Linked DNA regions of Sus scrofa: all the other regions are linked to region 3. The links are chromatin contacts, called in public Hi-C maps. All regions are on one chromosome and are shown on one strand. The core of a region is the stretch at or near the end of the contact, and the rest is flanking DNA. Distances in the headings are between cores, read along the strand shown.

Evidence for each region. A called contact is a pair of places that touch in the nucleus more often than the background predicts.
Region 1: a Hi-C map of liver shows a contact between it and region 3, with 6 times the contacts expected there. The contact joins the enhancer-like site here to the promoter of MYO1E in region 3. A contact is called at or near these places in 11 of 47 Hi-C or Micro-C datasets (alveolar macrophages, brain, embryonic fibroblasts and 5 more) and 2 of 2 datasets of contacts at active chromatin or transcription factors (alveolar macrophages and skeletal muscle).
Region 2: a contact with region 3 is called in a Hi-C map of fibroblasts, with 2.7 times the contacts expected there. The contact joins the enhancer-like site here to the promoter of MYO1E in region 3. A contact is called at or near these places in 1 of 5 promoter capture datasets (liver), 14 of 47 Hi-C or Micro-C datasets (brain, embryonic fibroblasts, fetal heart ventricle and 7 more) and 1 of 2 datasets of contacts at active chromatin or transcription factors (skeletal muscle).
Region 4: a Hi-C map of liver shows a contact between it and region 3, with 2.4 times the contacts expected there. The contact joins the enhancer-like site here to the promoter of MYO1E in region 3. A contact is called at or near these places in 4 of 47 Hi-C or Micro-C datasets (embryonic fibroblasts, epiblast stem cells, liver and 1 more).

Annotation. Positions count from the first base shown.
Region 1 is chr1:112,746,867-112,753,697 of Sscrofa11.1, reverse strand. All of the region lies in intron 1 of MYO1E (unconventional myosin-Ie), which reads right to left. Among named protein-coding and RNA genes, the nearest start is that of FAM81A, 73 kb to the right of the region's middle. Within about 2 kb of position 3,972, at least 5 of the 83 cell types and tissues checked have an H3K27ac peak or open chromatin away from gene starts, as enhancers often do. A contact at or near this core is called in alveolar macrophages and liver, where this site is marked.
Region 2 is chr1:112,594,182-112,600,965 of Sscrofa11.1, reverse strand. The region is part of intron 3 of FAM81A (protein FAM81A); the gene reads left to right. Among named protein-coding and RNA genes, the nearest start is that of GCNT3, 57 kb to the right of the region's middle. Within about 2 kb of position 4,860, at least 11 of the 83 cell types and tissues checked have an H3K27ac peak or open chromatin away from gene starts, as enhancers often do. A contact at or near this core is called in embryonic fibroblasts, where this site is marked.
Region 3 is chr1:112,673,308-112,679,984 of Sscrofa11.1, reverse strand. It overlaps MYO1E (unconventional myosin-Ie), which reads right to left and starts at 2,440. Exons shown (of 28, transcript XM_003353343.5): 1 at 1,796-2,440. The coding sequence starts at 1,798. FAM81A (protein FAM81A) reads left to right here and starts at 2,310. Exons shown (of 9, transcript XM_005659549.3): 1 at 2,310-2,415.
Region 4 is chr1:112,774,722-112,781,337 of Sscrofa11.1, reverse strand. The region is part of intron 2 of MYO1E (unconventional myosin-Ie); the gene reads right to left. Among named protein-coding and RNA genes, the nearest start is that of FAM81A, 100 kb to the right of the region's middle. Within about 2 kb of position 2,032, at least 14 of the 83 cell types and tissues checked have an H3K27ac peak or open chromatin away from gene starts, as enhancers often do. A contact at or near this core is called in liver, where this site is marked.

The DNA.
Region 1 (6,831 bases), core at 2,723-5,222, 72 kb before region 3:
TTTACCAGAGGGAACACAAGACAGAAAGAAATCGCTTTCCAGTGAACCTATCGTGGGCTCCCTATGTACCAAGTAACGTTCGAAGCTCTTGTATTAAATCATTCCATTGTCTCAGCAAACCTATAAGGTTGGCATTATTATCTCCATTTTAAGGAGGAGGAAGCCTTTGCACAAAGTAACATCATTTGCCCCAGATCAACACCAGTGAACAAATGTCCTTCTTCTACAATACAGACCCATAATCCCTTCTTCATTGAACTTTTCCACGTGAGCATCAGGCATTTGGAGCTGGTGCTCTGCAGCTTAGGAGCAAGAAACTGGCCAGGAGTTCACCACTGGCTAAAAGTTCTTATAAAAGTTCTCACCATGGAAATGAGCGAGACTGTGGAACAGGGCACCAACAGAAGAAAACTGAGGATGGGAAGCATTTCATTCATTTGTTCATTCATTCATTCCAATAATCATGTACCTAATGAGGAGCCAAGCGCTGTTCCAGGCACTGGGGTGACAACCTGCAGACCATCCAGACAAGACTCTGGCTTTCATTAAGCTTACTTTCTCATTGCTGAGGCAGAAAACAACCAGACGGTATAAAGAGCTAGGAATAACAGAGGTGACCGAAGGAAGGGCAAAAGGGCAGGCTGAGCCCTTGGCCCTGGAGATAGGAAACAGGCCGCCAAGGGATCCCCATCAGAGGGTGCAGCCCACATCACAGAGAAACACCATCTTCCTTCTACGGGGAATGGGCCCAACCTACTTTAGCCAGGTCCCCAGCCAGTGAGAGAAATAACACCACCTCTTATTTGTATGTTGCTTCCATTGTCTGGCGACCTAGCTGTTTATCATCCCATGTGTGTCCTAAAGCAGCTCGGCGAGGCAAGCAGGGAGCAGGAATAATTATCTCCATTTTACAGCTTGGACGGGCTGCCAGAATTTCCCTGATACTTCAGAGGATCTCAAAGGAATGGTGGAGATGTGGGGAGGACTGAAAAGCAAATTTCCGGTTGGGTCACCAGCTTTGGGAACTGTCCCTGTTTATCCGTCTAGCATGATAATGGCTATGTCATTTATTGTGGGGTTATTATTAAGCTGGGCTGTGAGTTGCTCTGTGTGCTGGATCTCGCCTACTTAGAAAGAAAGAGGGGGCAGGAGGAGGGAACCAGAACCAGAGGCAGAGCCAGGCTGCTTTTAACTGAGAGACAGGGCAAAACAAACAGCTCTTTAAAAACACCATTTCTAAGCATACTTAAAGGTAGCAATTCCAGCCTAAAAGCCTTTTTGCTTGGTAATGCACCACCCTTAAGAAAGGGCAAAATTATCAAGGCGTGGAAAAGCAGGAGACGTCAGGCGGTGGATGAAGGCCTACTCCATGCCAACTTCTAAGTAAGATGAGGAATTACAGTAATTCAGCCCACAGCGATTTCCCATTTTAACTGATGTTTCCTGTTTTCGATGTTGGGCATCATAAGAATATGCAGAACCAGACCCGGAGTTCACAGGCCATCCCTTCACTGGGGGACATTCTTTTCTGTTCACTCATCACATTATGTGCAACATTACAACCCGAAACAGATCTGTTTTCCTACTGACCTCAATTTGCAGCCACCCTTACTGTTGAGGGAATTCTTGGCTCTCTGGGGCCAAGACAGGAGAGGAGCCGTCTCGCCCAGCAGTTTCCCTGAGCCTGTGCCCTTGAAATAGACATGGGACCTGCTGGTTGGTGTCTCTGCGGGAATCGTCCACATCTGCCAACATGACTTAGGATCAGGGGCAGAAAGGGAAGAAGTCTTTCCACAGCTTTCAGCTGATTGCTGACCCATCCCAGGGTGGTTGAGACAACTGATAATTTTTTTTAGGGCCGCACCTATGGCATATGGAGGTTCCCAGCCTAGGGGTCAAATTGGAGCTGCGGCTGCTGGCATATGCTACAGCCACAGCAACACCAGATTCAAGCTGTGTCCGTGACCTACAACTTAGCTATCAGCAACACCAGAAGCCATTGAGCAAGGCCAGGGATGGAATCTGCATCCTCATGGATACTAGTCATATTCTTAACCCACTGAGCCACACTGGGAACTCCACAAGCGGGGATTTTGTTCAGTGTGTTTGTTTTTGATGGTAGAATAAACAAAGTATGTTTTTAACAAAACTTTTCTTTTGAAATAATTTCAGCATTTCAGAAAAGTAAAAAAAGAAAAGAATGATTATACTTGCTACTCATTTGTAACATTTTTGTCACATTCGCGTCCCCTTTCTCTGTCCCTCTCTGTCCGTCTCTCTCTATATATGCATATATTTTTAATCTAAGCCATTTAAAAATAGGTTGTATACATCACGCTCTTTTATTCCTTAATATTTCAGGATGTGTTCCCCAAGATTGGAATTTTCTTACATAACCAGCATAAACAACTTCAGGAAATATAAAATCAACATGAAACTTTTCATCCAAGTCAATATTCCAGTTTATCAATTATCCTGATAAAGTCCTCCAACAAGAATTTTTTTCTCCTGGTGCAGGATCACGTGTTGCATTGAGTTTTCCTATTTGTTTGGTTTCCTTTAACTTCTAACAGGTTTTCAGCTTTCCTTTGTCTTTTTTTTTTTTTTTTTCTTTATAGGGCCAGGCTAGGGGGTCTAATCAGAGCTGTAGCCGCCAGCCTACCCCACAGCCACAGCAACATCAGATCCGAGCTGTGTCTGTGACCTATACCATAGCTCACGGCAACACCGGATCCTTAACCCACTGAGCGAAGCCAGGGATCAAACCCGCATCCTCATGGTTCCTAGTCAGATTCATTAACCACTGAGTCATGAAGGGAACTCCTCCTTTGCCTTTTATTATGTTGACATTTTAAAGATTTCTGGCCAGTTATCATACAGAATTCTCTCAGTCTGGGTTTGTGTGCTGTTTGCTTCTATATAGAATCAGCTTTTGCATGCTATGCTAGTAATTTTGTGTCTTTCTCATGGTATCACACCTGAAGTACGTCATGTTTGTGGGCGATACTCATTTTTATCACTGCATTAAGTAGTGTCCCATTTCTCCACTACACAATTTTTCTTTCTTCCCTGTTGTAACTGCTAAATAATTTGTGGGGAGATGCTTTAATGCATTGAGACTATGTAAATACCCCATTCCTGGTCCACCTCTGACAAACAGCTTTGGTATAATTAAAATTTTAGGTCTAGTTATCTGGCACCCAGGGAGAACGCGTTACTCTCGGAAGCTGGTTGTTTCACACACACAAGGGTTATGGACTCTCTCAGTGAGCTTCTAAGAGATGGTGGCTGGTTCTCTCACACCTGCTGGGTTCTAAATAGACTGAGTTGGCTGCGTGGCTGCCGTTGTCACCTGTGACACCGAGGTCAACCTCCACAGAGTGTAAAATAAGGCATTCCTAGAAGCTGAACTGAAAACCAGAAATGTGAGTCAAGGTGACTCTTCATGGCCCAGACGGCCCTGTGGAAAGATGCAGACAAGACAGGTCTGTCCGTATGCAAAACTGTTATGTGTGGGATGTCTGTCTCTGCTTCCCTCCATCGCTGTGCCTGTCAGCCTCATCTCCACTCTAATCCTGTCCCTACTCTTTTTTAGCTTCAGTGCTGTTGAATGAATACCTATTCGAAAGGCAGGTGTGAAGTCAGTCCTTTTGGACCAGAGAGCTTCAAGCCAAGTGGGGAACAAGTGGGTCAAGGGCAAAGAACAACACGTGTGAGAAAGATGAGGTCCAACCAGGCAGTTCAAAGAGCTGGCCAACAGTTGTTCTTAAGCCGCAAAGAGGGAAGACCTTTTTTATGCCTGACCTTCAATTCCAGCCATTCCTGTTCCCATGAGGGAATCTACTACCATCTGAGATAGCCAACATTTCCTTTCTACTAAATATTATTGTGGGGAAATAAATGTTACCTCAGAGGACTTTATTCTACAAGAGCCACCAGTAGATGGCCACTTCCACAATCAGAGTGGCTGGAACAGAACCTTGGAAAGAAGCCCAAACTATTTCTTCAGCAAATTAGCACAGAGAGGAAGGCCAGAGAACTTATTCGGAGATCAAAAATTCTCCTTGCGGTGTCAATATTGCACAAGCCTGGAGCCCATTCCTGAAATGTACATGTAGCTCTCATAAATATTGCTGAAATACCACTACAAAGATAAGTTTACACTTAAGATTTTTCTTCTCCTAACTAGAGGAATGGGCAATGATAAAGTATTGGTAGTATACTCCAAAACTCCTAAAGATTCATAAACATAATGAGAGTTGGCATTGATAATACCAACTTCAGGGATGGCATTCTTTCTTTTTCTTTTTCTCTTTTTTGGCTGCCCTCTGGCATATGAGTTCCCAGGCCAGGGATAAGATCTGAGCCGCAGTTGTGATATATGCCGCAGGTGCGGCAGTGCCGGATCCTTAACCCACTGTACCAGGCTAGGGATTGAACCTGAGTCCCAGCGCTCCAGAGACACCACCCATCCTGTGGCACCACAGTGGGAAGTCCGACGGCATTCTTTTAATAGCAACTGTGCTCTTGTAGTCTTTTTCCTGAACCTTATCCTATATTTTTCATTTAGTCATTCACTGATTTAACCATTTTAACCCTGCCCTAAAACAAACAAATGAACAAAAATCCTGTGCAAGGTATTATGCCAGGCCCTGGGGATATCATTTTTTTTTTAAGATAGAAAAATTGACAAATTACTTAAGTGTCCAGTGATCTATATAGTTCCAGTATGGAGAATAAATTTTGTTGACATAACGTTCAGTTCTTTTATTACATAAAAATAGTGAATGAGCTGGTGACTACCAGTTAAAAGAATGCGAATGCACTTCACACCTGATTGTGAAATCTTACCCCTGGCTGCCAGGCAAGCTGAGAAGCCACACAAATCATTGATCTTTGTGGACAAAGGAATTCTCAACCAAGAACTCTGTAGTTAATTTCGTTTTAGAAACACCAGCCCAAGCTCTCTTCTCTTCTCCGCCATCCTATGTGCAGTTGAATTAGCTCCTCTCCATGTCTTCTCACAAGACTTGCAGGATCAAGCGATTCCTGGCCAAGAAGCAAAAGCAGAATTGTCCCATCCCCCAATGGATTCGAAGGCAAACTGGTAATAAAATCCAGGTACAACTTGAAGACATTGGAGAAGAACTAGCTGGGTCTATAAGGAGGCTCTGCGCGTGAGGTGGCACACATAATTCTGTTGTGTGGCGGTCACTTGCATCTTACCATATCACACTGAAAATAGCACAGCCACAGCTGGATATATCAGGAAATGGATTCTCTTTGTGTTAGTGTTTCTGCATGGCGCTTTGCCTCAGTAATAAATATGTGAAGGCCTCTTATTGGAAAAAAAGAAACACTAACCCAAGCTCTGCCAATGATCTGCTCTAATCACCATTTATTCCATTTAAATTAAGTTGACTAGATTTTCTCTAAAAACTGTTCCTTAACACCTCAAACATTGCTAAAAAAACAAACAAACAAACAAAAAACCAAAAAAAAAAAAAAAACCTCAATGCCCAGCTTTAAGACTCAGCAATTTGGTGTGAGGTAAACCAGCCATGAGGTTTTAGAGATTCTAACTGGAAGAGTTCCTGTCGTGGCTCAGCAGAAATCCGACTAGCATTCATGAGGATGCAGGTTTGATCCCTGGCATTGCTCAATGGGTTGAGGATCCGGCATTGTTATGAGCTGTGGTGCAGGTGGCAGACGTGGATTGGATCTGGTATGTCTGTGGCTGCCGCTAGGCCAGGGGCTATAGCTCTGATCAGGGGCTATAGCTCTGATTCGACCCCTAGCCTGGGAACCTCCATACGCTGCAGGTGTGGCCCTAAAATGAGAATAAATAAATAAATAAATAAATAAATAAATAAATAAATAAAGACCCTAACTGGAATTCCTAAATCTTTGACGTAATGTAAGAGGTCTGTCACACAGATCCTGTTGCCACTGAGAAGCTGAAAAGGCATTTGCGCAACTGTTTCCCACAGACCAACTGGCTACTCCATAATTTATCAGCAGGAAAAGCACTAAGTGTTAACTGCCTGGGCTTTGGCTCCCCTTGAATCTCTCCTAGATAATCGAGGGCAGCTCTTCCCAACCAGTAGGTCTGGCAAGACCAGTCCTTGGAGAAAGGCTGAGGGTGGACTGGGTTTTCCTGTTCCCAGGGTTCTGGCAGGCCTGCCCATGCCGAAGGCCACCCCACATTTCCTAAGTCTTTACCAGCTAAAGACGCTACCAATGGGTGAAACCATGTAACAGTCCCCACATTACTCTCAACCACCCACCCTTCCCACCCACCCCTTCTCAGACTTAATCACAGGAGGAAGTGCAGCTACCCCTGATGAGGTCACTGTTTTGAAAATCTGGAAGTGGGACACATGATGTAAAAGGAAGTTGAAGCTTGCTGAAGACAATAAGCTAGCACATAGATCTGCAATCCTGTGAAGGCCTTCTAGCTATAAACCTTCCAGGGTTCTAATTTAAAAGGAAACTCCAAAAATGCCCATCTGGGGTGGAGGTGTGGTTATGAAGAATTTGGGCAGGCTTTCCTTTTTTTGGTCATGCCCCCAGCATGTAAAGGTTCCTGGGCCAGGGATCACATCACAGCAGCAACCTGAGCGACATCAGTGACAACGCCGGGTCACAGAGCCACCAGGGAACTCACTAGGCAGGTTTTTGTTGAAGGCTCATAGCCTAGCTCTAAGAGAATATCCAAATGACCAAATCATAATCGCCGTAACAAGAGTAATAGAAACACTCTTTGAGAGGGTTTATTTTATACCACTTTTTCTTTTTTCTTTTTACATTTGAGCAGTGACAGCATATAAA
Region 2 (6,784 bases), core at 3,611-6,110, 81 kb after region 3:
TTTCTGTTTTTTAGCTATGATAAACAAAGTTGCTGTGAATACTTGTGTGCACATCTTTGTGAGGAGATATGTTTTCATTTCTCTTGGGTAAATTACTAGCAATGGAATTGATGGGTCCGGCAGTAAACTTAAATTTTTATTACATAGCCAAACAGTTTTCCAAAGTGGCTATACCATTTTATAATCCTACCAGCAATGTGTGAGGGTTCCAGTTTCTCTACATCCTCACCAACACTTAGTGTTATCTGTCTTTCTGATTATAGTCACTTTAGTGGATGTGTAGTGGTGTTATATTGTGTAATTAGTTTGCATTTCCCTAATGACTAGTGATGTTGAATATGTTTTCATGTTTGTATTAATCATTTGTGTGCCTCTGTTGGTGAGATATCTACTCAAGTCTTCTGCCCATTTTAAGTTATTTTTTTATTGTGATAAGATAATTATCATTTTAATCATCTTAAAGTGTACAATTTATTGACATTAATGACATTTACCTATCCCCACTATCAATTTCTAAAACTTCTTGGTCATCCCAAATAGAAACTCTGTTTCCATTAAACAATAACTCTCCATTCCACGCTTGCCTTGGCTCTGGGTAAGCTCTGTTCTACTTTCTGGCTCTGTGAATTTCCCTATTCAAGGTATATGATGTAAGCAGAATCATATAGTGTTTGTTCTTTTGTGTCTGGGTCATTTCACTTAGCATGATTTTTTTTTTTTTTTTGGTCTTTTGTCTTTTGAGGGCCATGCCCGCAGCATATGTAGGTTCCCAGGCTAGGGGTCTAATCGGAGCTACAACTGCCAGCCTATACCACAGCCACAGCAACCCCAGATCCGAGTCACGTCTGCAACCTACACCACAGCTCACAGCAACGCCGGATCCTTTAACCCACTGAGCGAGGCCAGGGCTTGAACCCTCAACCTCATGGTTCTTAGTTGGATTCATGTCCATTGTGCCACGACAGGAACTCCAGCATAATGTTTTTAAGGTTTATCCATGTTGTAGCATGTATCAGAATCCATTTTTATTTTATTTTATTTTATTTTTTCGACATGCATGCTTTTATTTAATTCTCCCAACACCCAATGAGGCATACACTATTATTTTTTTTTAAATTTTTTTATTTTCCCACTGTACAGCAAGGGGGTCAAGTTATCCTTACATGTATACATTACAATTACATTCTTTTCCCCCACCCTTTGTTCTGTTGCAACATGAGTATCTAGACAAAGTTCTCAATGCTATTCAGCAGGATCTCCTTGTATATCTATTCTAAGTTGTGTCTGATAAGTCCAAAGAATCCATTTTTAAATTAGATTATTTGTCTTATTATTGAGGGTAAAATTTCTTTGTGTAGTCTAGATATAGATCCCTTATCAGGTATGTGACTTGCAAAATATTTTCTCCTGTTCTATGGCTTATGTTTTCACTTTTCTAATGGTATTTTGGGGAGTGCAAATTTTATAAATTTTAATGAATTCCAGCTTATCAGTTTTTTTTTTTTTTTGGTTTATATTTTTGGTGTTGTGTCTTAAGAACTGTTTGCTTAACCGAAGGTCACAGGATTTTCTACTATGTTTTCTTTAAAAGTTAGTTTTAATTCTTTCATTTAGGTCTGTGATCCATTTTGAGGTAATTTTCATGTATGAAGTGAGGTTAAAGATATGAGTTATTTTTTTCATATGGAGATCCAAGGAAAACCTATCATTTTCCCATTTGCCCTCTGTTGAAAATCAACTGACCATAAAATATAAGGGTTAATTTCTGAATTCCATTGATCTGAATGTCTTTCCTTTGCTAATACCACATTGCTTTGAGTTCTAGCTTTACATACATTTTGAAATAATGTAGTGTAAATCCTCCTCTTTTCAAAATAGCTTCATCTATTCCAAGTGCTTTGCATTTTTATATAAAGTTTAGGATTAGTTCCCATTGTGACTCAGCGGATTATGAACCCACCTAGTATCTATGAAGATGTGGGTTCAATCCCTGGCCTTGCTCAGTGGGTTAAAGATCCGGTGTTGCCTTGAGCTGTGGTATAGGTCACAGATGTGGCTCAGGTCCCACGTGGCTGTGGCTGTGGTACAGGCCAGCAGTTACAGCTCTGATTTGACCCCTAGCCTGGGAACTTCCATATGCCACAAGTGTGGTCCTAAAAAGCAAAAAAAAAAAGGGGGGGGGGATTAGCTTATCAGTTTCTAAAAAGCCTGCTAAGAATTTGGCAGAGATTACTTTAAATATACAGATCAATTGGGGAGATGTTCCATCTTAATGTGGAGTTCTTAATTATTTCAAAGAATCAACCCTTGATTTTAATTTTTTCCATTGCTTTTATTTTCTATTTCACTGGTTTCAACTCTATATAATTTCCTTTTTCTCTGTTTGCTTTGATTTAGTTTGTTTTTTTATCTCTCTAGCTTCTTAAGGTGGAAGCTTAGGTAATTGGTTTGAGATCTTTCTTCTTTTCTGATAACCATGTTTAAAGCAATAAAATATCCTCTAAGCACTGCTTTAACTGCTTCTGTGAGTTTTGGTATGTGGGGTTTTTTTTGTTTGTTTGTTTTGGTTTCATTCAGTTCAAAGTATTATTAGATTTCCCTTGTGATTTCTTTTTTGGCCTATGTGTTACTTAGAAATGTGTTGTTTAATTCCCAAATATTTGAGATTTCCTCAAATTTATTTCTATTGTATGTCGCTCATATAATTCCACATGGACAGATAACATACTTTATGTATTTTTAATTTCTTTAAATTTACTGAGACGTGTGTGTGTGTGTGTGTGTGTGTGTGTGTGTGTATGTCCTTTTAGGGCCGTACCTGTGGCATGTAGAAGTTCCCAGGCTAGGGACACTAGACCTGAGCCACTTCTATGACCTATACTGCAGCTCATGGCAACACCAGGTCCTTAACCTACTGAGTGGGGCCAGGGATAGAACCCGCATCCTCATGGATGCTAATCGGGTTTGTTTCCACTGAGCCATGATGGGAACTCCTTTTTACAAAATTATTATTATGTAAATGTTGAACTCTTATTTTTGCATTGTTTATTTCTCCATTCCGTCCTGTCAGTTTTGCTTCATGTATTTTGGGGCTTTTGTTCTTACATACATATATGCTTATAATGTGTATATTTTCCTAATGTAGTGATTAATCTATCATTGTAAAATGCCTCTATGTCTAGTAATATTTTTGTCTTAAAGTTTCTTTGGTCTGCTATTAATATAGCTATTACAGATCTTTTATGGCTACCATTTCCTTAGTCAATTTCCCTTTTTTGGATAATTCCCGTTCGACTTATACCTAAGGGAGGTCCTGGATGTATCACAATACGTAACAGTTTCCACTGTCCTTTAAAATCACCATATACGTGTCCTAAGGACAGAGATTTGCTCAGAATTGTATACTAGTTGAAGTCCATTGTCTTCGGGGTTCTAAACTTTCTGGTCTTTAGTTCTTTTGATACTTAAAGGAAAGGACCATGTGTTTGTGGGAAGGAAATGTAGTGGATCTGTGTTGCTTTGGTGACTAATGGCATCCCTTCCAATTTCTTTGGATCACAGCAATTTGATTCCCCTTTGAGTTTATATTTCCTCTATTGGATATAGACTGGGTTGCTCTTACTCAAGGGGCTTTATCACCTTTTTAGTTAATGAGGCTTGGAGTCCATAATACACACCAGAGCATCGAGACTCTCACTTCCTGGAACTGGAGTCCCGACCAGAGTGATCTAAGGACAAGTACTTTCCCTGCAGCTGTGCCTGTAGGATGCTGGGCAGTGGTTCCTGCTGCCTAGACCCTAGGAAGTATTTCTGCTGTATTTTTCTCAGTCTGGATCCCTAGCTGCCCTCTTGATTGTGTGTACTTCTTCCCATTTCTGTCCAATAAATTCCGAGTTTTCCACCTAAGTTATCCAGAGTCAGGTTCAGTTGCCAGCAGTTGAAGAACTTTAATGGTATCAGAGGGGCATAGAATACTTCAGAGATTGCTGTAGATAATTTACTTGTTTTTGGAAGGTGGTGTCTATACTTAGAATGATCTTTCCAGTTTTATATTTGAGTGCTAAAGCAGTTTTATCCCAGAAGCTGAATAACTTGGCAACCCCAAGTTGGCACCTTCGCAGAATTAAAGAACCCAAACTTAAACATTGCGATTTTGAAAAGAGTTAGAGATATATTGGGGGCTGATAGCCCCCACTCAAATCTAGATAGGATAATAGATAAAATCAGAGTGATTGGGGTAAATAATGGTTCTCAGGTTCCTGTTCCCTCAACCAGTGTCACGAAGTGTGTCATTAAAAAGATGCACACATGGAGTTCTCTTGTGGTGCAGTAGGTTAAGGATCCAGTGTTGGCACTTCAGCAGCTCTGCTTGCTGCTATGGCATGGGTTCCATCCCTGGCTCAGGAACCTCTGCATGCCACAGGCCTGGCCAAAGATGCAAACACTGTATGGTTCATGTTAGAAAATGGTGTGACCTCTCCCTTCTTTCCATGCTCAGCATTTCCCTGTGGGTACTTTGAAAACCCTGGACTGAATTTTTTCGGTCAGCGAAAGAGGCGATAGTACTTTAGCTGCAGCTGTGGGATCTGGGGAATAATTTCCCCTTTGGTAGCTATTATGTACTAATCCACTGATGAGAACTATTTAAAATATGTAATTTCCAAATATATTCAAATACCATTTCAAATATATAATATGAGCCTGCAGTGCTGTTTAATACGTCCCTCATTCTGGGAAGCCCTCTCTACCAGTTCCCTCCCTTGCCTCAATTCTTTTCCTCTTAATGTATCTTGGACACCAGGCACTTGCCACTGTTACCATAGCATTTGCTGGATAGGTTTGACATTGTTTCTTTATAAGTCTATATCCCTTGATAGATTGGGAAACCCTTCAAAAAGAAAGGGCTTACTTGTCTTACTTATCTTCTCATGTCCAGCACAATGTTTGGAGCAAAATGCCATGAATGCTTATTAACTGAGTAAATGCCCAATTCAGAGACTGGACCGTTGCAGATCTCCTGGTAGCAAAAAGAACTAGGGGAGACCCTGAGGTCATTTGTGCAAATCATATCCTTTTCCAATGAGGTTTCCGAGGCCCAGGGAAGTGAAGAGACCTCTTGAGATCTCAAGGCCAGTAAGTGGCAGTGCTTAGACTAAACCCAGACTAAACGCTCTAAAGATAAGCTCCCTTCACTTTCTGCTTTGCCTCTTGGAAGCCCCTCTAGAACCCCCATCTTAGGTAACCAACTCTCAAATGTGACAGGCAGTGCTAGTGAGTCATTCTTTGCTTTCTGAGTATTTCTACCCCTTCAGAAAGAATTTCTTCATGAAACTAGGTAATTGAAGCTTTACCTCTCACTGAGTTCTCCCCTGCCCCCCTCATTCCTTTGGTGTGAGTTCACTGAACTGCTTAGGTAATTAGAGTTAGTAGCAAACATACCAAGCAATCCAAAGTCATCAATCACTTAGGCTTTTGCTATTATTTTCCTTTAATATGTGGTTTTAACATGATTATTCTTTCATGTGTATTTAAGACCATTAAAAAAAATAATTTACGGTGCAGTGAGGCTTTTTAACTTAATTTTATTGAAATATAGTTGATTTGCAATGTTGTATTAGCTTCAGGTGTACAGCAAAGTCATACATATAAATATATCCATTCTTTTTTCCTGTATCAGTTATTGCAAACTATTGAGTGGATTGTCCTGTGTTATACAGTAGGTTCTCATCAATCATCTATTTTGCACTACAGTGTGCATGTGTTTTTCCCACCCTCCCTGTTCTTCCTTCCCCTCAATGGCTTTCCCCCATGGCAACCATAAGTTTGGTTTTGAAATCTGTGAGTTTCTGTTTTTTAGATAAGTTCTTCTGTGTGATTTTTTTTAGATTCCCCATATAAGTGACATCATATGATGTTTGTCTTTCTCTGTCTGGCTTACTTCACTTAGTATGATAAGGCAGTAAGTTTTAAAATAATCTTAGTTCTGCTGTTTTTCCATCTGAAACACATTTTATGTAATCATTATTCTTCCCTTAACCAGACAGCACTCTTCCATTTACATATATTTTTGGAGTGTGCAGTTTGCAAATGAATAGATGGTTTCCTTTGTAAAGAGGGAAAACTGAGTAAAATCTAATTCTGGTAAAAAAAATTTACTTTGCACATATGAGCATTTACTTTTTTATAACTGGTAATATCTACATATCTTAATAAAGTAACAGAGGAAGTTTGGAAGTTTAATAGCCTCCTCTATGAAACACTAATTACATAGTTTTATGTATATTGTGAGGCTAAGCATGTTTACCCAAACATGACCAAAATTAGGATGCTTAATGAGACATCAGAATTGCCACATTGTAGCCAAACTCAAAATGAAATCAGGGTGTAATTTAAAATTTTTAAAAGTTCTAAAAGGAAGTTTTTATTTATAAGCAGTATAAAATTAGAAGTGTGAGTATTATGCAAAGGCAACATGCATATTTAAAGCAAAGAGATGTGAAGATATTCAAATTGTATTTAAATGATATGGAGGGTATTTTTTTTTTCATAGATTGTTAATGAATTATTTCCGTAAGTTTGCCTGTTTTTAAATTATTTTCATTACTTGTTTGCACTGGCTTTTCCATTCCTCAGTAAAATTTTCCTGGGTATTTGTTTTGTAAAAATCTGCCCCTGCGAGTAATTTTGTATCATAAAACTAAAGCTCAAACCATTCTCAACATGTACAGCTCACTCCAGGCTCCTGATGGATCCAGTCAAATTGAGATAAGTTAATACTCCATCT
Region 3 (6,677 bases), core at 1,191-3,690:
CACCGTTTCCTTCAATAGACACCCTACACACTCTGGAAAAAAAGTCTTCCTTAGAACATGCCTCTTCTGCACCCCCTTCACCAACCATCCACTTCAACAGCAATGGGTCAAGTTGAGGGTCCAGTTTCCCAGGTCCCTAGAAAAGGCACCCTACACCACTTTTTAGTCTCTCCAGCATGAAAAATGAGTTACCTAAGGGAAAGGTGATTTCCTCAAGGTACCATTCAAGTATTTAAATTCAGTAAGATTCTTTAAGCTCTTCCAGAAACACTTTTTTTTTTTTTTTGAAGAAGTACTGAACCATGGAAAATAATTAGAGCAATCCTAAAGTCCTAAGACTCACATTGCTCAAGTTCAAGTGGCCAATTAGGCAGTGGCCCAATTAGGTAGCTCCACCCAAACACACACTCAGTGTAAGGGAGGAGTTCTCCAGAGGGGTTCCAAAAATAATGTAGGGTGGGCTTTCTTCTTAAACCATAAAACTGAAAGAGAAAACTTATTTACAGATAAAATGTTGGACTATGTGAAAAGAAAAAGCTTTGGTCAAGGACGACCTTTTAAAGGTTTGTGTTTGTTTTTAATCATTCTTTTGAATAAACACAGCACTGGGTCAAGGGCTACATTACAGTTTTGTATTTAAGTTCCAATGGCCTTTGCTACATTTCTCTCAGGGTGATCCTGCAAATAGATTTTTTAAATTAGTGCTGTACTGGTTATCATTTTGACTTACCACCACCTTCACAGTCACTAAAAAAACAACAGAACAAACCAAGAGGACGAGTTCATCGACCTAAACCGGATTACTTGAAAAGAACCAAGTGTGGAAACTATGAAGCCTTGTAATAGAACTCCCCCCCACCCCATGGCCTGCCAATCTTCTCAAAATAGTCCTTGCTTTTGTGTTTCGGAAAGAAAAGTACACCAGCCCAAAACCCAAGGGATGCGGCTAAGAGTACTGGGGGCGGGGTAGCCGGGGCGGGGAGGCAGGGGTAGAGGAAAAGTCAGAAACCACAGAGAAGGAGCCAGCCACTTCCATCGGATCCCAAAGTGCCAAAGGAAAAGAACACAAAACTCGACTTCCTTCCGTGCGAAACGTTTGCTGTACACCCGAAAAGTGCCAGCCACCTCACACTTGGGGAAGGGAGGGGGCTGTTTACTTGGCCTTTTTGATGCAAAGACCATCCCGGCGGGCGCCGGGAGAAGCGCAGGCCAGCGTGGCTCCGGACAGCCCATCGGCAATCTCGCCCGCAGCCGCCAGCCCACCGCCAGGTGCTCGCTCTACCTGGCGCCCCGCTGCCTTTGTGCGGCCGCGCCGCCCCCGCGGGCGTGCGGATGCTAGCGGGACAGCTGCGGCGCTGCCGGCAGCCGGGGGAGGAACGGGGGTCGGCGGCGCTGGTGCCGCAAGCGAGGAGCGCGCGTGCGCGCGCGGAGGGGCGCGGGCGGCCACCCCCACCTTCCCAGCAGGAAAAAAGCGACCCCCTTCGCGGGCGGTGCCCCTGAAAGCAGATCTCACCATACTCTGGCTTCCGACAGCTGGCAGCCATAGCCACCCGGCCACGAAAAGTTTGGCGACGCCGAAAACGACTTGAAAGAAAGTTTTCCTTGGCCCCCACTCCCTCTCCCTCAGCCCGGTTAAAGGAAAGCGGCAGGAAATATGGGCTCGGGACGTGCCGACTCCAGCGTCCACCTTCTTCAACCATGGGCTCGGCAGCTTGCCCAAGGTGGGTGCCCTGCGCCAGGGCTAACTGCCCCATCCCCGGGTCAGGCATCCCGGGACGCCGCGCGGCCAACTCACCATGGTGACTCGCGCCGCAGTCGCGCTTCTGCCGGTCCGGCTGCCGGGGAGCTGGAGCTGGAATGCAGTCTCCTGGGCGAACTTCAAAAGTTGGTTCCCTACGCCAAAAACAGGCTCTCGACACCCAAGCACTCACAGGAACCAATGGGAACCCTTGGGGGACTCCATCCAGGCAGGATCGGCGGCGCTAGGTGAGGGCGACAAGGAGGCGACTTAGCAGGAGGGGCGCATGCTGCCCAGGGCCGGGGTCCACTCAGACTGGGCGCTCGCCGCCCGCCTAGGTGAGTGCAATGCTCCGCGCGCCTCCGACTCGCTGCCTTGCCTCGCTCTTTCTTCAGCCACTTACTCCGTACTCTTCTGGCTGAGCCTCGGCTCGGGCTGGGCAATCTGTCCATAAATGGAGAATTCAGCTCAGGCCTGACCAATCAGGGTTTGTTTTCACATCGTCACTCCTCAGGGAAACCGTAGTAGCCAACACGCTTGGAGCTGCCGGAGTTTCCAAAGCCCTCTGGATCCTGTAGTCCTCCTCCAAGCCCGCCTCCAAAGAGCGCTGCTGACCCAGCTCGTTCCCGGCTGCCAGACCTGAACTGGTAGGAAGAAAACCACTCTGTGAAAGAGAGGTAAACTTCTAATTTTTTTCCTTTAAACGCGAAAGTTGGAGTAGGTGTGGCCGAAGTGGTATAATTTTCCTGTACTTTTTTTTTTTTTTTTGAAGAAGGAAATATTTTATCAGCAGAAGGATCAGAGCCGTGGCAGCAGCCCAAAGGAAATCCTTTTTCTTTCCAACGTCTGGATTGGGAGGAAAGTCAAAAATATCGTTTCCCCCACCCTTTTTTTTACCTGAATTTCCTTGGAAAACAAAAGAAGGCTTGTGGAGGGGGAGGAGAGGAGGGGGAGTTTTGATGGAGAAGTTGCACGTGCAGTGAGCCAGGGCCAGGGGAGAGAGACCTGGAAAGAAAGTGCCATCCAATCTCAGTCAACATTTATCTGTTGAGAACAATTAGTAGTGCAATCAAGAAATCAGGTGGGCAATTAGGAGAAGATTAGGGTGGGGAAAAGCAGAATCCTGAAATAAAGGTAGAGAGTCCGATATTGTTTTCAGGGTTCAGGAAGTAAACTAGGTGGGTCATAAGAGGATGGTCCTCCCTAGATCTGTGAAACTTCAGGGCTCAGAAAAACTGTGAAGCATAATGATTTACTGTAGTATACTCTATGAACTTGGTTGGTTGCCCGTCTCCTGAATAGAGGATCCTGGAGTTGAAATGGGTGTTAAAAATCCTCTTGTCTATACCACAGAAAGTAACACAGCATTGTAAATTAACCACACTTCAATTAAAAAAAAAATCCTCATTTAGAATGGTAAACAAAATGTGTGTAGTCATGGAATGAAATATTATTCAGCCATTAAAAAGGAAGAAAGTACTGATGCATGTTCTGACATGAACCTTGAAAACATTAAGTGAAGGAAGCCAGGAAAAAAGACCCCCTATTATATGATTCCTTTTATATGAAAGTAGAGAATGGGGAAATCCATAGAAACAGAAATTGCTAAATTATTGATTGCCAGCACCTGGGGAAGGGGAGGATGAAAGTAATTACTAATGAGTATGTGTTTTTTTACCGATGAAACTATTCAGGAATTAGTGGTGATTCATGTACAACTTTGTGGATATACTAAAAACCACTGAATTGTACATTTTTAAAGGGTGAATTTTGGAGTTCCTGTTGTGGTGCAGCAGAAACAAATCCACCTAATATCCACAAGGATGAGAGTTTGATCCTTGGCCTTGCTCAGTGGGTCAGAGATCTGGCATTGCTGTGAGCTGTGGTGTAGGTTGCAGACGTGGCTTGAATCCCATGTTGCTGTCGTGGACAGCTGAAACTCTGATTTGCACCCTAGCCTGGGAGCCTCTATATGCCTCTGGAGCAGCCCTAAATTAAAAAAAAAAAAAAAAAGAAGTAGCAGTAGTTTTGTGCAAGGAACTGCCACATTTGGAGGTGTAGGAAATTCATCTGGTAGCATTCTGTAGCACAGACTGGACAGAAAACCGGGAGGTATCTGTTGAGTACTCATTATGTACTAGGTCCATACAGGTGTGATCATTGGCTAGGTACATAGAGTCATGATTCATCATTCTCACATAAACGTGATTCCATGCCTCAGGGGTATGTCAGCTTCAAAATTCAAGCAGATATTTTAAGAACTAATGTACAGCGGTTACCAAAGGGAAATTTGAGCTTATAGGTAACAAAAGAAACACTATTTATTTGGGGCACAGCGGGTTAAGAATCCAACCATAGCAGCTCAGGTCACTGCAGAGGTGTGAATTCAATCCCCAGGTGGGTACAGTGCGTTAAAGGATCTGGTGTTGCCAGAGCTATAGCTCAGATTCAATCTCTGGCCTGGGAGCTTCCATATGCCACGGGTGTGGCCATAAAAATTTTTTTTAATTTAAAAAAATAACAGTATTTAGGTTGGAAAATGACATACTGCCTCAGCCACCATCCCATCCATGGTCAACCCTGATTAGTAGTCATACTGAGATGGGCTTGGAGGGACAGAGGCAAGGATGTAATTGCTTTCTCCAAGATTAACTTAGGGATACAAGGCACTGAAAATCTCTTAATAATCTATTAGCAACCTGTCAGTCTTGGATTTACCTACTTCTTTAATACTGCTTGTTGATTGTAATAGTGTTTGAGGTTTTTTTGTTTGTTTGTTTGTTTGTTTGTTTTTAGGCGACAGCTACAGCATATGGAAGTTCCCAGGCTAGTGGTCAGATCAGAGCTGCAGCTGCTGGCCTCTGTCACAGCCACAGCAGCTGGCCTCTGTCACAGCCACAGCAGCCACAGCAATGTGGGATCCAAGCCACAACATGCGGCAACCCTGGATTCTTAACTCACTAAGTGAGGCCAGGGATTGAAGAACCTGCATCCTCACAGATACTAGTTGGGATCTTAACCCACTGAGCCATAATGGGAACTCCCACTTTAAGGTTTTTTGTTTGTTTTTGACTTTGTTTTTTTAGGGCCTCACCCATGGCATATGGAAGTTCCCAGGCTAGGGGTCAGCCACAGCCACAGCCACTCGGGATCTGAGCCACATCTGTGACCTACACCACAGCTCTCAGCAACGCAGGATCCTTAACACACTGAGCAGGGCCAGGGACGGAACCTGCAACCTCATGGATACTAGTCAGGTTTGTTACCACTGAGCAATGATGAGAATTCCTTGAAGGTTTTTTTTTTAACATTTACTTTTCTTTGCACCCTAATAATCTCTTTCCAGTTTCAAGAAGTATTCCCAGCTCTGGTAGGTGGGACTTTGATGAAAGTAACTGCTTGTGTTCGTTTTTCACATAATTCCTCTATAATAGTATTCCTTTGTAGATTGAAATATAAATATATAGAATTTTTTCTATGTGTGGGCTCTACTTAGGTTATGGGATTCCATACTCATAAACCAGAATTTGTAGTCTGGCTTTTCCACCAAAGTAGCTGTGAGATCTTGATTTCTCTGAGCTTCAGTTTCCTTATCTGTTAAATAGATTGATGTAAGTCTGAAATGAAATATGTGCAAAAGTGGTCAGCAAATTTTGGTTCCTTTTTCCTTTCACATACACCGTGTGTTCTGGGTTAGGGATCCGGACCTGAGTTCCTGGGTGAGATCAGACAGTCCTTGGGCCTCTGAATTGCATGCCAGTTTTCTTCAGGAAGAATTAATAGCTTTCACCAAATCCTCAAAGATGCAGTAACTGTCAGTCATTAGGACCCATAGCTCTTGATCATATTAGTTATGCCTCTCTTGGGTCTTTGTCTCTATCATTGTGTTTTCCCTGAGGTATAGGGATTAGAACTGAGTCTGATACTAAAAGCACAGAAGTTCACTTGACTTCTCAAGGCAGAACCCACTAGTTCACAGTTTGAGTGTAGGATACAGAGGGTGATCATGTGGAAGAGCCTGTAATTTCATGAAGAAACCCTTCAGGTCCTCTCTGCTCTGTCCCCACCTTAGGGAATCACATTGTCAGTTTTGGCTGCAGTAACCATACATCCTGGTTTACCTGGGCAAGCCCTGGTTTATGCCTGTATTTCAGTGAAATGATTAATTGCACACCTTTTTGCATTTCTAAAAGACCTATTTGAAAGATAAATCATGGTCACTGTAGAATGATGGGCAAATTACACCCCCTAAAAAAATCCTCACTTCTTAAAATAGAAGTATTTCCCATTTTCTTGATTTACCCACATTTTTCAGAGGACTCGATAATATATTACCAGGTACTTCTTCTTCCTTTTTTTTTTTTTTTTTTTTGCTTTTCTTAATTTTTTTTTAGGTTTTATTGAAGTATAGTTGATTTACAAGGTTGTGATAATTTCTGCTGTACAGCAAAGTACTAGATATTTGTTCTTACTTGGGTCATAGTAGCAATAAAGGGACAGCAACTTTCAAAATTGTAAAACTCATTCTAGACACATGATGGAGCTAGTCAGATGAGACTTTATGCAGACGTTGGCATGATTAACTGTGTTTTATTTGGGGCAAAATGAAAAGGAACAAAAGAGAAAAATCAAAATATATAAAGCTCAAATTCCCGTATGACTCTGTCAGTGAAAAAAAAAATCACTACGCTTGTATTTTGGGAAATAATCAGTAAGGAGATAATATAAGGGCAGTGACACTAGTTTCCATGTCAGTACCATAAGAGAACATCAGAATGCATTCACAACAGTACAATTAAAGAAAAAATTGTTAAGGGGAAAATGAAGGCAGAAATCTTTAACAAGACAGTAATGAACAAGAGGCTTGTGTCACAGCAGTGTGACATGTCCTGGGTTCTCTCTGTTTCTATATTGGACCTGAGTTCTTGGGTGAGATCAG
Region 4 (6,616 bases), core at 783-3,282, 100 kb before region 3:
GAGACCAACAACAGATAAGTGGCCAACTTATTTGAAGTGAAATTTAGAACAGATAAATTTATTGTTAGAACTATTAAGCAAGTAAGAAGTATCCATGATATTATAGCCAAGACTCAGTAAGTGTTGATGATAAAAACAAACACTGATAAAACACACATATGTATACACAGCACTAATCTAAACTCCTAAAGATAACCCCATTACTATTTTAATCCTATTTTACTAGGAGAAAACTGAGGCATCGAAAAATTTTAAAACTTGCTCAAGTTGCAAGCTAGTAAGTGGCAGAACTATGATTCAAAGCCAGGCATGCTTCATCTAGAGTCCACACTTGAAAGTTACAATGTTTTCCTACAATTAGCATATGTTGTTATTATTCTTACTATTGGTAATTATTTGCCACTTTTGGCAAATAAAATACAGAATACCCAGTTAAATTTGAGTTTCAAACAATGAATAATTTTTTTTAGTATATACATGTCCCAAATAAGTATGCCCCAGCAATACTTGGGACATACTTATAGAAAAAAAAAAAAAAAAAAGTTCTTTGTTATTTATCTAAAATGCAAATCTAACCAGGTATTCTGAATTTTATCTACAGCTGCCAGCCTACACCACAGCAACTCAGGATCCAAGCTGTGTATGTATGCGACCTAAACCACAGCTAATGGCAATGCTGGATCCTTAACCCACTGGTGGGGGCCAGGGATTGAACCCGCATCCTCATGGATACTAGTTGGGTTTATTAATCACTGAGCCACGACAGGAACTCCTGGAGGGGTTTCTATTAAAGCGCTCTATGCTCTGTTGTAACTTAGATTCTGTAACTCTCTGAGTACTCAAAACTCTATCTCCCTTAGTTGATTTTAAAGTATTCTTTCCATATGGAAGGGACTCAATCAATACTGAATGAATGAGGTTTGCACTCATTATGGTTCTCATCCTACACAAATAGAGTAGTTCTAACAGTAAGCTCAGTATTTAAGAAATACAGCACTGCTATGGCCATCCATATTTCAAAAGAGGAAGATGTCCTTAACTACCCCCAAGTAAAAACAATCTTGGATGAATATGATCTTTCCATGGAGGATGGTGCTTCTGTCTCCATTGTAAAGGGAATGCTGTGACTGCCACCTATCCTAGACAAATTGATCATTGAATTCAGAGAATTAAGAGCTGCCAGAGGACAGGAGCCAAAGGCATCACCTGCCCACCTTGGTTCCCCAATAAATAAATTTGGATTGGCTTATACGAGAGCTCCCATAGGAACAACATTTTTTTTTTTTTAACTGCTAATAACCTGCTGTGTGAAGACACATCTTGTCAAACCTTGATTTTCACTTAGTAGTCTACATAAATTCTGGTAAGAAGACACTCAAAGAAAAAACCTCTTCGGGTTTTTCTTTGGCCAATCTTGAATCAAAGGACTCAGATAAGAAGAGGGAAACTGGAGTTCCCATCGTGGCGCAGTGGTTAACGAATCCGACTAGGAACCATGAGGTTGCGGGTTCGATTCCTGCCCTTGCTCAGTGGGTTAACGATCCGGCGTTGCCGTGAGCTGTGGTGTAGGTTGCAGACGCGGCTCGGATCCTGCGTTGCTGTGGCTCTGGCGTAGGCCAGTGGCTACAGCTCCGATTCGACCCCTAGCCTGGGAACCTCCATATGCCGCGGGAGTGGCCCAAAGAAATAGCAAAAAAAAAAAAGAAGAGGGAAACTACAGCCATCCCCTAAAGAGTAGAGGGTCTCAAGGGCAATATTATTTGGCAAAACCCTGAAAAATATAAAGTTTGGTTTGAAATGGATGATGTAGTTGGGGTCTATGCTAAGTAGTTACAAATGTACCTGAATCAGAATTGACACAAGAGAATCTGGTTTAGAATTGAAAGGAAACAAACATTTTTCTCACTTGCCTGAGTCATTTCCCTGAGAGCACAGATCATCTACTGGGTGGGGCCCCTTCTTCAGATAACTCAAATACTCACTCCCACTCTCTGCTGCATAATGCAGGTGTGCCTCTGGAAAAAGCTATTCCGTCATTGACTCTACCCACATAACCTTTGGCTAGGAAGGTGTGGCCAAAGGTTAATTTTCAAACTGTATGGAGATACACAGACTTTAAAAAAACAAAGCAAAACAAAAAACAGTCCCTGCTGTGGCACAAGGGGATCTGCAGCCTCTTGGGAGCCCGGGGACACAGGTTTGATTACCAGCCTGTACAGTGGGTTAAGGATCTGGCATTCCTACAGCTTTGGTTGGGGAACTCCAAATACTGCAGGGTGGCCAGAAAATAAATAAATAAAATAAACGAAACGCATTCTTATTGAACAGACTACATGAGACATAAGAGACCCTACTGAACTTTAATTGACTGGTTCCAAATGTTTGTCCATGATTCATGAGCTATCGACGATCTGCAGCAAGAAGGACAAAAACAGAAAGAGTGCCCTGAATTTTTTTTTATGAGGTCCAGTTGATTCAATATAAAGGACCCTGCTTTCCTCTTAGATTATTTCCTTTCTACTTTGTGGGTGTTCAGGTAGTCTTTCTTTTATAAAATGTGATGGTAGTGCAGCTTTTGTAAATTTGTTTTTAATGGTCTTCTTAGGTAGACTTTAACTTTTTAAAAAACATTTTAATACCCAGTGAATTCCCCCAAACTGCCCATACTCATCTACCCGACCTCCCTATATTTATCACTGAGATGCGGCAGGGAGGGGAGGTGACTCTGGTGAAGTCACATAGGTGGAGCTGATGGAGCTGGAACTTGAGCCCCAGGCTCCAGCTGCCAGACCCACAGTCATCTCACTGCAGTGATGGTCCCCACCCCCAACCTCCCATCACAGACTGACCACCAAGGGCCAAACTTCACTGGGAACAACAGTGCTGCCTTAAGCTCCAGTTGGTCTGGCACAAGTGCCTCAGCTCCTAATTCAAGGGCTGAAAATGCTGAGCATGCTTGAGTGTGGTCTTCGAGTGAAGATAAGATTGGAGAAAGTTGGACCAAATGAGCATGGAGTGCTTTGCCCAGGAACTTTTGTCAGGCAGGTGGCTATCAATGATGTCTTGCTAAGCAGACTTTTCCTCCTACATTTGAGAATGTAATTGTGGAAAGTGTGGCAACATTCAGGAAAAATAGTAAATTAAACCTTTCTGGTCTTAGGCTACTTGGCTGAAAAAAAAACGAGTTTTTATTGGTTAACAATGTTAGCATTCTAAGGAGGTCCTTTTTTCTTTTTATTTTTCTTTTTTTTTTGCCTTTTTGCCTTTTCTAGGGCCTCTCCCGCGGCATATGGAGGTTCCCAGGCTAGTCGAATCGGAGCTGTAGCCACCAGCCTACGCCAGAGCCACAGCAACACGGGATCCAAGCCTCGTCTGCAAACTACACCACAGCTCACAGCAATGCCAGATCCTTTAACCCACTGAGTAAGGACAGGGACCGAACCCGCGACCTCATGGTTCCTAGTCAGATTCGTTAACCACTGAGCCACGACGGGAACTCCCTAAGGAGGTCCTTTTTTCTAACGCGGATCAAAGAAATCTGCAGTTAGCCTGACTGTATTAACAACTGATTGTCCCAAATGCTGATCTTCAGTACAAGACAAGGTGCTGGTATTAGATGCTGAAGAGGTAAAAATGAGCAGTTCTTTAACTTAATGTAAAATCAAATCTCTTCTTAACTATTAAGCTTGGGAGAGAGAGGGAGGGAAAAACTCCTTTAAAATAATGCTACTCTTTCATAATAATATTCCCTTGGCATGGAACTGAAAAAGGAGGCTTTTATTACTTCTCAGAGGAAAAGATTTGCAGCTAGGCCCTTGGTATTATTTCATAAACATCCACCAGATCCATCATGCCCCCTCAAAGCTGAAGGCTGCTCTGTGCTATTGCTGAAAAGCACACTGATGCCGAGTTTCTCATATACTGAGTGGGCAGAGATGTCTACAACGCGAAGTCTATTAGTGGTCAACTAACTCATTTCCTTGGTAGAACACACGATCAGTTAGTCACTGATTCAAAGACATGAATTCAAAGACTAGGCGTCAGCCTCCTCTGTGTGAGTCACTTTAAAATTCTGCTGTCTGAATATAAAAAGCAAGTCTTCGTAGGCAACATATCTTCAATGAACATTTAATGTAACACACTATGCCAAGGGTTATGCAGGAAACTAAGAAATAAACAAGACAGGATGATGCCATTTTTTAGCTAAAATTAACAAGGCAAATATATGTATACATATGTCTGCGTGTGATAAAATTGGAAAATATACAAGAGGTTAATAGGAACAAATGTTATATGATAGGATTCTGGGGGATTTTAGTGTTTGCCTTTCTGGCTGATGGCATTTTGTAACTCATGTTCAAGGAACATGTACTGCTTTAAAGAGTTTTGTTTTGTTTTTGTTTTCTGCTTTTTAGGGTCACACCTGCAGCACATGGAAGTTCCCAGGCTAGGGGTCCAATCGGAGCTGCAGCTGCTGGCCTATGCAACAGCCACAGCAATGCAGTCTGTGACTGACACCACAGCTCATGGTAACACTGAATCCCCGACACACTGAGCGAGGCCAGGGTTCGAATCCGCATCCCCATGGATACTAGTAGGATTCGTTTCTGCTGTGCCAAAACGGGAACTCCCTAGAGTGATTTTTTTTTTAAACTTTGCTTCTTAAAAGATATATATATATAACATAGTCCCTATTCTTAGAAGTTTTTAGCATTTTAGGCGAGTCTGTCTGGGTTGATACTGGACTGGCTGCTGACAACCACTGACATTTTTCTTCTTTTCATACTCTGCTGATCAAAAACCACATCCACGTAAATAATGTAATAAGCTGAGCCCACATTCTAAGAACATTCCAAAAAATAATGTGTTCAACTACATTCATTGGAAATTAGCCTTTTATGGGCTTGTCAATAAACCAATTATCCACTTAAAAGTTTCTATGGTAAAATGCATTTGAATGTCCAATAAGCAACTTTACAATTGAATTTTAGAACGTAACTCAGAAATAGGCCAGAAACTTATACACTTGCCTAAGTGTATGCTAATAACAACGAATGCTTACTGTGTACTCGCGCATTCATTATTTCATTTAACCCTATAACAGCCTCATGCAGATTTTATCACTCCCATTCTACAGATGAGCAAGTCAAGGAGCACAGATCACAAAACTTTCATAAGGTCACCAAGGTCATGAAAAATAAGGTCCAAAGCTTGGCCGCCCAGATCCATATCCCGCAGCCAACTCTTCAGGTCTTCTGGTCCATCAACTGCTAGCTTCTGTGTGCCATAAGTCTTTTACATAGAAATGATTGAAACCCTTTAATGATAATAAGCCCAGATAAACTGAGCATATTTTAATTTTTTGACCAAATAAAGTAAAAACTTCCAACTGAATACAACTGCTTCCATACAGTTAAAGGAAGCTCTGCACAGGTATCCAGGAGTCAGCAAGTTTTTTTTTCTGTAAAAGGTCAGAGAGTATTTTAGGCTTTGCATATCCAAGGGTCGACTGCAACTACTCAATCCTGCGATTGTAGCAGGAAAGCAGCCACAGACAGTAAGTAAACCAACCAGCATGGCTGTGCTCCAGAGAAATCCTGTGGTGGGCGTGATCTTGTCTATAGGCAGTGGGCTGATCAGGATGCGATTATGACGTGGCTGATAAATCCAACTGTACCTATCGATACTTAAAAGCAAGGGTTTAGGGATTTAACTACCCAGATACTTGGTAAATCTTCCTACAGTAAATAAGAAACAGCACATTATTGGTTAGAACCATCCCTGTGCCTTGGCATAATGTTTATTAGTACAAATACCTGGTGAGATGAACTCCCTCCACGCCAATGATGGAATAGGCCACCCCTGCAGAAGTACTGCTCCATAGGTGTGGGTGCTTTTATCTAACAGCTAAAGGAGCACGGGAGTTCCTTTCGTGGCTCAGCAGGTTAAGGATCTGGTGTTGCCGTGAGCTATGGCCTAGGTTGTAGATGCGGCTTGGGTCTGGCGTTGCTGTAGCTGTGGCACAGGCCAGCAGCTGTAGCTCTAATTCGACCCTTAGCCTGGGAACCTCCCTATGCCTTGGGTGTAGGCCTACAAATAAAAAAATTTTAAAAAGGAGCAGTGTAACTAATAAACAGAAGCTACAGATGTGAAAATTATACCTCCTCAAGGTTCAGGGGTTAAAATCTAAATTGTGTAACAGTTGCAACCACTCCACTTTTCATCCACAACACCATACCTTCAGAAGTCACCAACAGCCTCACAGTTAAACTTTCTGGTACTGCTATAGAGATCTGCACAGATCTTTGATTGTCTCTGACCAACTCTACATTAATTCTACAAAAAGAACTTCACATAGTTGCACCAAACAGAAGTCCTGAATCCTGTAGGAACTTACACAAATATCACAGTTCTGTGTTTATAAAGACATTAACACACATTTGAATCAAACTTCCATTCTGAATTCTTTAAAGTTCTCCTCAAAAAAAAAAAAAAAAAAAAAAAAAAAAAGGCATATGGCAAGTTAAAACTGAAACATAAAGAACTCAAGAATGTCAGGCATTTTCATTTGTTGATCTTCACTTCTCAGGTTTCCTTTAGTAAATATAAGAATGCA